Regions from separate parts of the Mus musculus genome. Here region 2 is linked to region 1. A link is a contact called in public HiChIP or PLAC-seq data. All regions are on one chromosome and are shown on one strand. The core of a region is the stretch at or near the end of the contact, and the rest is flanking DNA. Distances in the headings are between cores, read along the strand shown. Region 1 has its middle 14 kb from the start of Gm40716. Region 2 holds the start of Onecut3 (one cut domain, family member 3).

What was found. HiChIP or PLAC-seq counts read pairs in DNA pulled down with a chosen protein or histone mark.
Region 2: a contact with region 1 is called in an HNF4G HiChIP or PLAC-seq map of pancreatic cancer cells. The contact joins the promoter of Onecut3 here to the enhancer-like site in region 1. A contact is called at or near these places in 21 of 39 promoter capture datasets (the 3T3-L1 cell line, 3T3-L1-derived adipocytes, the C10 cell line and 14 more), 3 of 15 datasets of contacts at CTCF or cohesin (CD8 T cells, the NIH/3T3 cell line and large pre-B cells), 42 of 484 Hi-C or Micro-C datasets (B cells, the C2C12 cell line, CD4 T cells and 25 more), 28 of 115 datasets of contacts at active chromatin or transcription factors (the 230-238 cell line, CD8 T cells, the SCID.adh cell line and 19 more) and 3 of 9 other capture datasets (adipose tissue, macrophages and pancreatic islet).

Annotation. Positions count from the first base shown.
Region 1 is chr10:80,459,438-80,462,844 of GRCm38.p6, reverse strand. No RefSeq gene overlaps it. Among named protein-coding and RNA genes, the nearest start is that of Gm40716, 14 kb to the left of the region's middle. Within about 2 kb of position 1,289, at least 11 of the 459 cell types and tissues checked have an H3K27ac peak or open chromatin away from gene starts, as enhancers often do. A contact at or near this core is called in the C2C12 cell line, embryonic fibroblasts and pancreatic cancer cells, where this site is marked.
Region 2 is chr10:80,493,584-80,497,294 of GRCm38.p6, reverse strand. It overlaps Onecut3 (one cut domain, family member 3), which reads right to left and starts at 2,389. Exons shown (of 2, transcript NM_139226.3): 1 at 1,105-2,389. The coding sequence starts at 2,287.

The DNA.
Region 1 (3,407 bases), core at 40-2,539:
ACAATCGACCCAGATTATTTTACCCCTGACCTCCACTGAGGATGATGGGAAGAGACCCTAGGTCCTCTGCCATGTGCTCTGGAGGCTCCAAGTGCCTGTGATAAGCAGAAATGGGCCCCGATGTGATGGCTGTCACAGAGCAGCAGAGTCTGTCACCCCACTAGTAGGAGCTCTGCTTTTTGGAACCAAGGATCCAACCTGATATTTCACTGCAAGCAAGTTCAAGCTCTATGTTGCTTTAAAACAGACATTTTCAGTCACGTGTGGAGCACACACCTGTCACCTCAGCATTTGAAGGCTGATGCAGGAAGATCTTGTATTCTAGGATAGACTGAACTACAGGGTTAGCGCTGTCTCAAAAACAAAATCTGGGCTTGGAGGGCTACAACGTGCCTGTAATTCTAGCCACTTGGGAGGTGGAGGCAGGACAGTGGCTGTGAGTTGGGGTCTAGCCTGGTTGGTTCCAGACTGCCCTATGTGACTAACCCCTTAAAAAATCAAAAATAAAAGCAAATCTATTTTTCAGATGTACTCAGGGTGGTTTGTCAGCAAGTGCCCTGGTGACTTGTGATGGGGGATGGCAAACTGGAGGCTGCGTGAGTGTATCTGAGAGGGGTGAGGGCTCAAAGGACAGACAAGGTGTCAGTCACCATGGTGAAGACCTGGGTTCCAGGCCTCATGCTGAGCACCCACCAGACAGCTCAACCTCATGGGATCCCCAGCTTCAGTGAAGCATTATGTCTTCAAAAGCAAGGAAGGGGTGGCAAGAGGGCACAGCAGGGGCTTGCAGCCAATCCTGGCCACCTGAGTTCAATCCCCAAGACTCCAAGACTGAAGGAGAGCACCAACCATGGGCAAACTACCCTTTCATCTCTCTCTCTCTCTCTCTCTCTCTCTCACACACACACACACACACACACACACACACACACACAAAACACAATAAATAAATGTAATTTTTATAGTAAAAAACTCAAAACTAGGAGCAACAGAAACACTCATGACATCACCTCTGGCTTCCATTCACATGAACATTCTCACAAAATAAAATCAAACGGAGACAGCACTTACTTGCAAGCGTGCCCCTTGGGGCTTTGACTGGACTCTCTGGCCTCATGGGTTTTGCTCAATGAGATACATTGGGGTTCAGTCCAAAGGATCCCCCTGGACACACTGTTCTATCAGCAGTTCTATAGAGCCTCACCCCTCGCTCCAGGCAGAGTCTCCTGTTAGCCCCGGTCTCTCTAGATGGCCATCTACTTCACTGTGGGTTCCTCAGACCACAGACTGGTGCAGCCAAAACCACAGAGCAGGGATTCCCGGGAAGCCAAGACCATGAGGTAACAGATGGGTCTTCATGGATGCGAACCCGGAAGAACCCCTACCACAGGGGCCTTCATTTCCCTCAGCTTCGGGGCTTCCTGCCTGCCAGGGGGGTCCCTCACCTCCTGAGCCTCAGCCCTCGGGAGGAATTTTCTAGAGATCTCAGCTTCTCCTTCAGGGTCCAAGAAGCACAAGGAAGAAGACAGACTCGGCTGGTCCCTGAGCAGTGCTGAATACCTGAAACCTCAGTATTTGGAAGGCTAATGCAGGGGAATTGCTGTGAGTTCCAAGGCCATTCTGGGCTACAGAGTGAGCCCATGCCTCTGCAAACCAAAACAACAAAAGACAGGAAAGAGGGGAAAAAATGAGCCAGAAAGATACACAGTGAAGGGGGGAGGGAGGGAGAAGCCGGGAGAACCTTCCAGAACTCTCAGAAGCCAGACACCCTGTGTGGGCAGCCTGCAGTTGATCTGGCCACAGCACATTTGCCTGACCAGCTACTGATCTGCTGTGGCCGAGGTGGAGTACCACTGGGACGGGCCACGCAGCACTGGCCTCAGGTTCTCCCCACCTGCGGATATTTCTGTCTCTGTGATCTGTGATCCTCTGGGAATTGCCACCACTCAGAGAACACAGCCCTGTCAGCATGCTGGGTTGCTCCCAGTCTCTACCCCAACCTCTCTGATCACCCAAAAGAAGCCTCAGAGACTCCACTCTGACAGGATGTAGGGATAGAGGAATGCAGCTCCCAGTGGGATATGTTTGTCCTGGGACTTGAAAGCCTGGGACTTACCCTGGGTCTGTCTAGGGCAAGCTCAGTCCTCAGAACCAGACAGAACTGGATCCCAAGCCTACCTAGCTTGCCCTGGTCAAGCTTCATGTTCAGTCATGTGAAAGGGGACAGTCCCCATGCCCTGTGCCTTGGCAGGAGGCTGCTAGTTTGGCATACACCGACTGCACTGACCCTAGTCCAGGCCTTCCCACATCTTTGTATAACAGACCCATGTCCCTGAAGAGGGTCCAAGGGTTAAAAGTGAAGGAGACCGGTGTCTCCAGGTCTAGAATGCTGAGTCAGCTTGTTTGTTGGGCCCAGCTCAGAAGAGAACCTGCTATACACCACGTGGCACGTCTGGATTATTTTGTAAATGAGATCTCTGAACTGAGTAACTACAAACCCCTTCCCCACCATTAGCACCAGGTGCAACCGTGCGCCCTGTTATCTCAGTACTCAGAGGCTGAGGCAGGGCAGTCTCAGAGATAGAGGCCAGTCTGAGCTACAGAGTTAGGTCCTGGGTCAAACAACATCAATAATATATTTTTAAAAATAAGAGGCTTGCTGGACATGGTGGTGCACACCTTTAGTCCCAGCACTTGGGAGGCAGAGGCAGGTGGATCTCTGTGAGTTCAAGGCCAGCCTGGTCTACAGAGTGAGTTCCAGGACAACCAGGACTACACAGAAAAACAGTGTCTCAAAAAAAAAAAAAAAAAAAAGCAAAGGGAGGGTGGGTGGAGGCTCAGCAGAGGTGAAGGCAGGAGGCGAAGGCTTGCCTTTCGAGCAGGAAGACCCTGATCCACACCTGGCACCAGCTGCACATGTGGTGAGTGCCTGCCATCCCAGCACTGGGAAGACAGGAGCAGAAGGATCACCACGGGCCCTGCCAGCCATCTGAGCTGAGCTCCAGGCCAGTGAGAGCCTCTGGCTCCAAAACAAGTCAGAGCAGGAGGACACATGGCGTTGGCCTCCACCCACGCACATAAAAACACGGGGACACGGGCATGAACATGTACACACATGTGCACACATGTGCGCGCGCGCACACACACACACACACACACACACACACACACACACACACAAATCAAACAGCATATTGAATGATTAAGGCTTCACCCCTGACTCAAACAGGCTGGAGCGTTAGGGAGGTGACACAGAGGGACTACAGGATGCTATCCATGCTACTGGGTGCCACTGGCCAACCTCATGATCTGTGTCCAGAGCTGGCCTGAAGTGGCCAAGGCTTCTCCACCCCCAGCCACCCCCAGGATCACAGGACTTGGCTCCTGGCCACCCCCGGGGCGCTTCT
Region 2 (3,711 bases), core at 1,140-3,639, 33 kb before region 1:
CTCTCTTGAGTCCCGGCTGCCCCGCCCCTCTCTGTGTTTGTATGCAGAGGGATCGATGAGGCTCTGGAAACCGCTATTGTCCCTGGAACGGGGTGCACAGCCCCCTCCCCACTACGCCATAGAAAAAACGCTCTGCCCAGACCACCGGCCTCCTGACACCCCTTCCCAATCACGGAGGATGTAGGGTCTATGGCACACCCCCACATTCCTCGCTGGGGTGGGAGGGGACAGGTTAGACCAAAGGAGGAGACAACGGGTCCCCCAGGGGCTGGCTCGCATGCTTCTGTGTGTGGGAGAGACTCAGGCAAGGCGCAAGAGAAGAAAAGAATAAAGAGAGACTGGACTGGGTACCGAAGAGGCAGCTCGAAGAGAGGGACAGCAATTTGTCCCCGTGGAGAGAAGTAGAAAGGGGGGACAGGAAAACAGGAGGGAGTGAGGCCCTGGGAGCCACGGGGGGGGGGGGGTGTGAAGGCCTCTGGTGGATGCCACTGAGCCCAGGGTCCCAAGGGCTGCCCCTCCCCCAATCTCAAATGACCTTTGCCAACGGCCAGAGGGGGGAGGGATGGGGGACTAGCGGATCGATCGTCGGCAGAGGCTGAGCTGCATAGGAAGAGAGCTCGGTGGTGGTGGTGGTGCTGGGGCTGGGGGCAGAGCGGTGGCCAGGCCTTGGCTGAGTCTAGTCAGCACCTAGAGCTTTGTGACTGGGTGGAGAGAGGGCGCCTTTGGTCCCTCTTGCAGGATGTTTGGGGACGAGGGGAGTGGCACCTCTGATCGCAGGGGATCGTGAACCCAAGGAACGTGCTACAGACGCGCGCATACACGCGCACACACGGAGCCACGCGAGGGCTGTTTTAGTTTAGCACCCTATGTCTACATCAGCCTCAAAGACACTAGACACCCTACACAGTCCCTAAAAGAATAGGGACGGAAACAATAATTGTATTTGCCCTCTTTCTATTAGTGACACTCGGCGATGCAGACCCCGGGTCAGCCTCAGAGGCTACAGTTTCCCCCCTCTAGGCTGGCAGGACGCACTAGCCAAGGTCCTTCATCCTGTGCCAACCATGTCCCCCAGGATCGAGCCTCAGGGGCCCTTGTCCCTACCTGCCAGGCGCAGCGCCGACATGCGCTGGAACTCCGGCTCCTGCAGCCACTTCCACATCCTGCGGAAGGTCTCGCGGCCGGATTTGAGCTTGCTCCAGGGCTTCGGGTTGCGCAGCAGGTCGGAGAGCGTGCCCTGCGAGCGGCACAGGATGCGCTGCGCGAAGATGGCCTGCGGGATGCTGTAGCGCTTCAGCTCGGCGGTGATGCGCTGGGCCACCTCTTTGGTGTTGATCTCTTCGGCTGCAGCGCCGGCTCCCGGGCCGCCGCTGCCGCCGCCAGCGCCACCGCCCCCTCCGGGGCCACCGCCGCCTGAGTGAGGCCCGTGCGCCCCGGCCGCAGCCAGCCCGCCCAGCGGAGCCAGCAAACCCGCGGCCGCCCCGCCGGCCGCCCCGCCGCCTCCCGCGCCGCCGCCGCCTCCAGGCAGCCCTCGGGCCAGCGCGTCCTCTGCGCGCCCCAGAAGCGCCGCGTGTGGCTCGAAGGCGGCAGGTGGCAGTAGTTTGTCCCCGGCCAGGTGGCCCGGAGCCCCGTAAGCGGCGAGCGGTGGCGGCGGCGGCGGCTGCGGGGCGCTGTGCAGAGCGGGGGGCAGCGCGCTGGGCAGCGGCGACAGTGGCGACCCCATGGTGGGCAGCTCCTTGCCATAAGGCCCGTAGAGGTGGCCCACCGAGGCCAGCGCCGCCCGCTCGTCGCGCATGAGGGTGAAGCTGCCGCTCACGCTGGCCGCCAGGCGCTGCGGAGGGGGCGGTGGCGGCGCGGTGGCCGGGTGAGGGTGAGCGTGTGGATGGCCTCCGTGCGCCCCAGCCACCGCGTGCTGGTGGAACTTATCGGCCACGGCGGCCAGCGGCGGCAGGTGCTGCAAGGGCGTGAGCGTGGTGTAGGTGCCACCCAAACCTGGGGCCTCGCACGCCATACCCATGGCCGGGTGCAGGGGGCCAGCCAGCTCCCCACGGAAGTCAGGGCCACCACCCGCGGCCCCTGCAGCCCCCGCGCCCCCGGCGCCCCCGCCCCCGGCGCCACCACCGTCCAGCAGGCTAGCCATGCCGGCCACCAGGCCTGGGCGCCCCGATGCCACTAGGCTTCGGTGTTGGGCCGCGGCGGAGCGCGCGTGGCCCGGGCTCAGCAGCTCGCCGGCTTGCGCGTGTGTCACCCCGTGCAGCCCCCCGAGGCTCTCCAAGCTCAACTCCATCCTGGGTGTCCTCTTCGTGTGTGCTCAAGGCCGCAGCATGGTCCCCACGCACTGGCCGACGCTCCTGGTGGCGGCGGCTGCTACTGTCCCGCTTGTTCAGTGCTCTCGCTCGGCTTCGGCTGCTGCGAGCAGCGGCCACCAGGATGTGGCGGGGCGGCCGCCGCCGGCGCCCCGGCCCGGGTCTGACGTCAGCGCCCCCGCCCATCGCTCCGCCTGCACCCGCCAAACCCCTTGGAGCACCAGGCTGGCTTCTTGGGTCTCCCCATTCTCCTTGCCCTGAGAAGAACCTGAGGGATTGGGGTGGGGGACCGCTAGTCCTGGCTCTGTGTGAGTGTGAGTGAGTGTGTGTGTGTGTTCTCATATCAGCGTCTTTGATTCTCTGTCCTGTACATTCCCCCTTCTGCCCCTACCCGCCCCCAGTTCCTGAAGTGTGGCTACAAACGCCCCCCAACTCTGTTGACACTCTCAGAAAGATGGGCTGTTTTCCCCGTATGCACACAAAGATTTCAAAACCTCTTTTGGGATGAAGTGGGGCTATTAGTAGGTCCCCAGAACAATCACACATTGGCCTCAAGCACAAGGAAAAGCAGGCATTTGGGCATTTGGGCCTCTGTTTCTTCAATTGTGCAATGTAATTGCCCTGCAGAAATCTTTCTTAACAGGGACTTTAGTGGTTTTTAGGCCCAGGATTGGGAAGACAGAGGCAGGTGGATCGTTAATTTGGAGGCTAGCCTGGTCTATGTAGCAAGTTCCAGTCAGGCAAGGGCTTTATAGTGAGTCTTTGCATCAAAGCAAACATAAATTCCTCCAAGGTCCGGTGTAGTGGCACATGCCTTTAATCTCGGCACTTGGGAGGCAGAGGCAGGTGGATTTCTGAGTTCAAGGTCAGCCTGGTCTACAGAACTGGATTCAAGGACAGTCAGGGCTACACATGGAAAAGATGACAGAGAGGGGGGGAAGAGAGAGGGGAAAATTCCTCCTAAGTCCCGTGTAATTGGCTACTTCCTGTCCCCAATATCTCTGGGGTCTAAGGATGTCTTGTCTGAGACTGGTCATCTCTAGACCAGCTTGGGTTTGGGGTTTTTTTTTTTTTTTCAGACTGAGATAGCTAGCCTAGGATCTCTCTCTCTCTCTCTCTCTCTCTCTCTCTCTCTCTCTCTCTCTCTCTCTCTCTCTCTCCCTTTCCCACCTGCAGACAGTGAAGGGGGACAGAAGGGGTACATGGATGGCACCCTACAGGCACAAAGCACCTGGGAACAAGACCCCTTGGGTTTGTGGAGAAGAGATTACCGATTACCAGGGTGGCCATGCCAGACTCTGGGGGGACCTTGTGTTAGGAGGGTGTCTTCACTCAGCCTCAGCCCCTGCCTCCCTTGCCCTGCTCACTGCCAGGGAGGGTTATTGGCATTTGTTCTGGAGCTTGA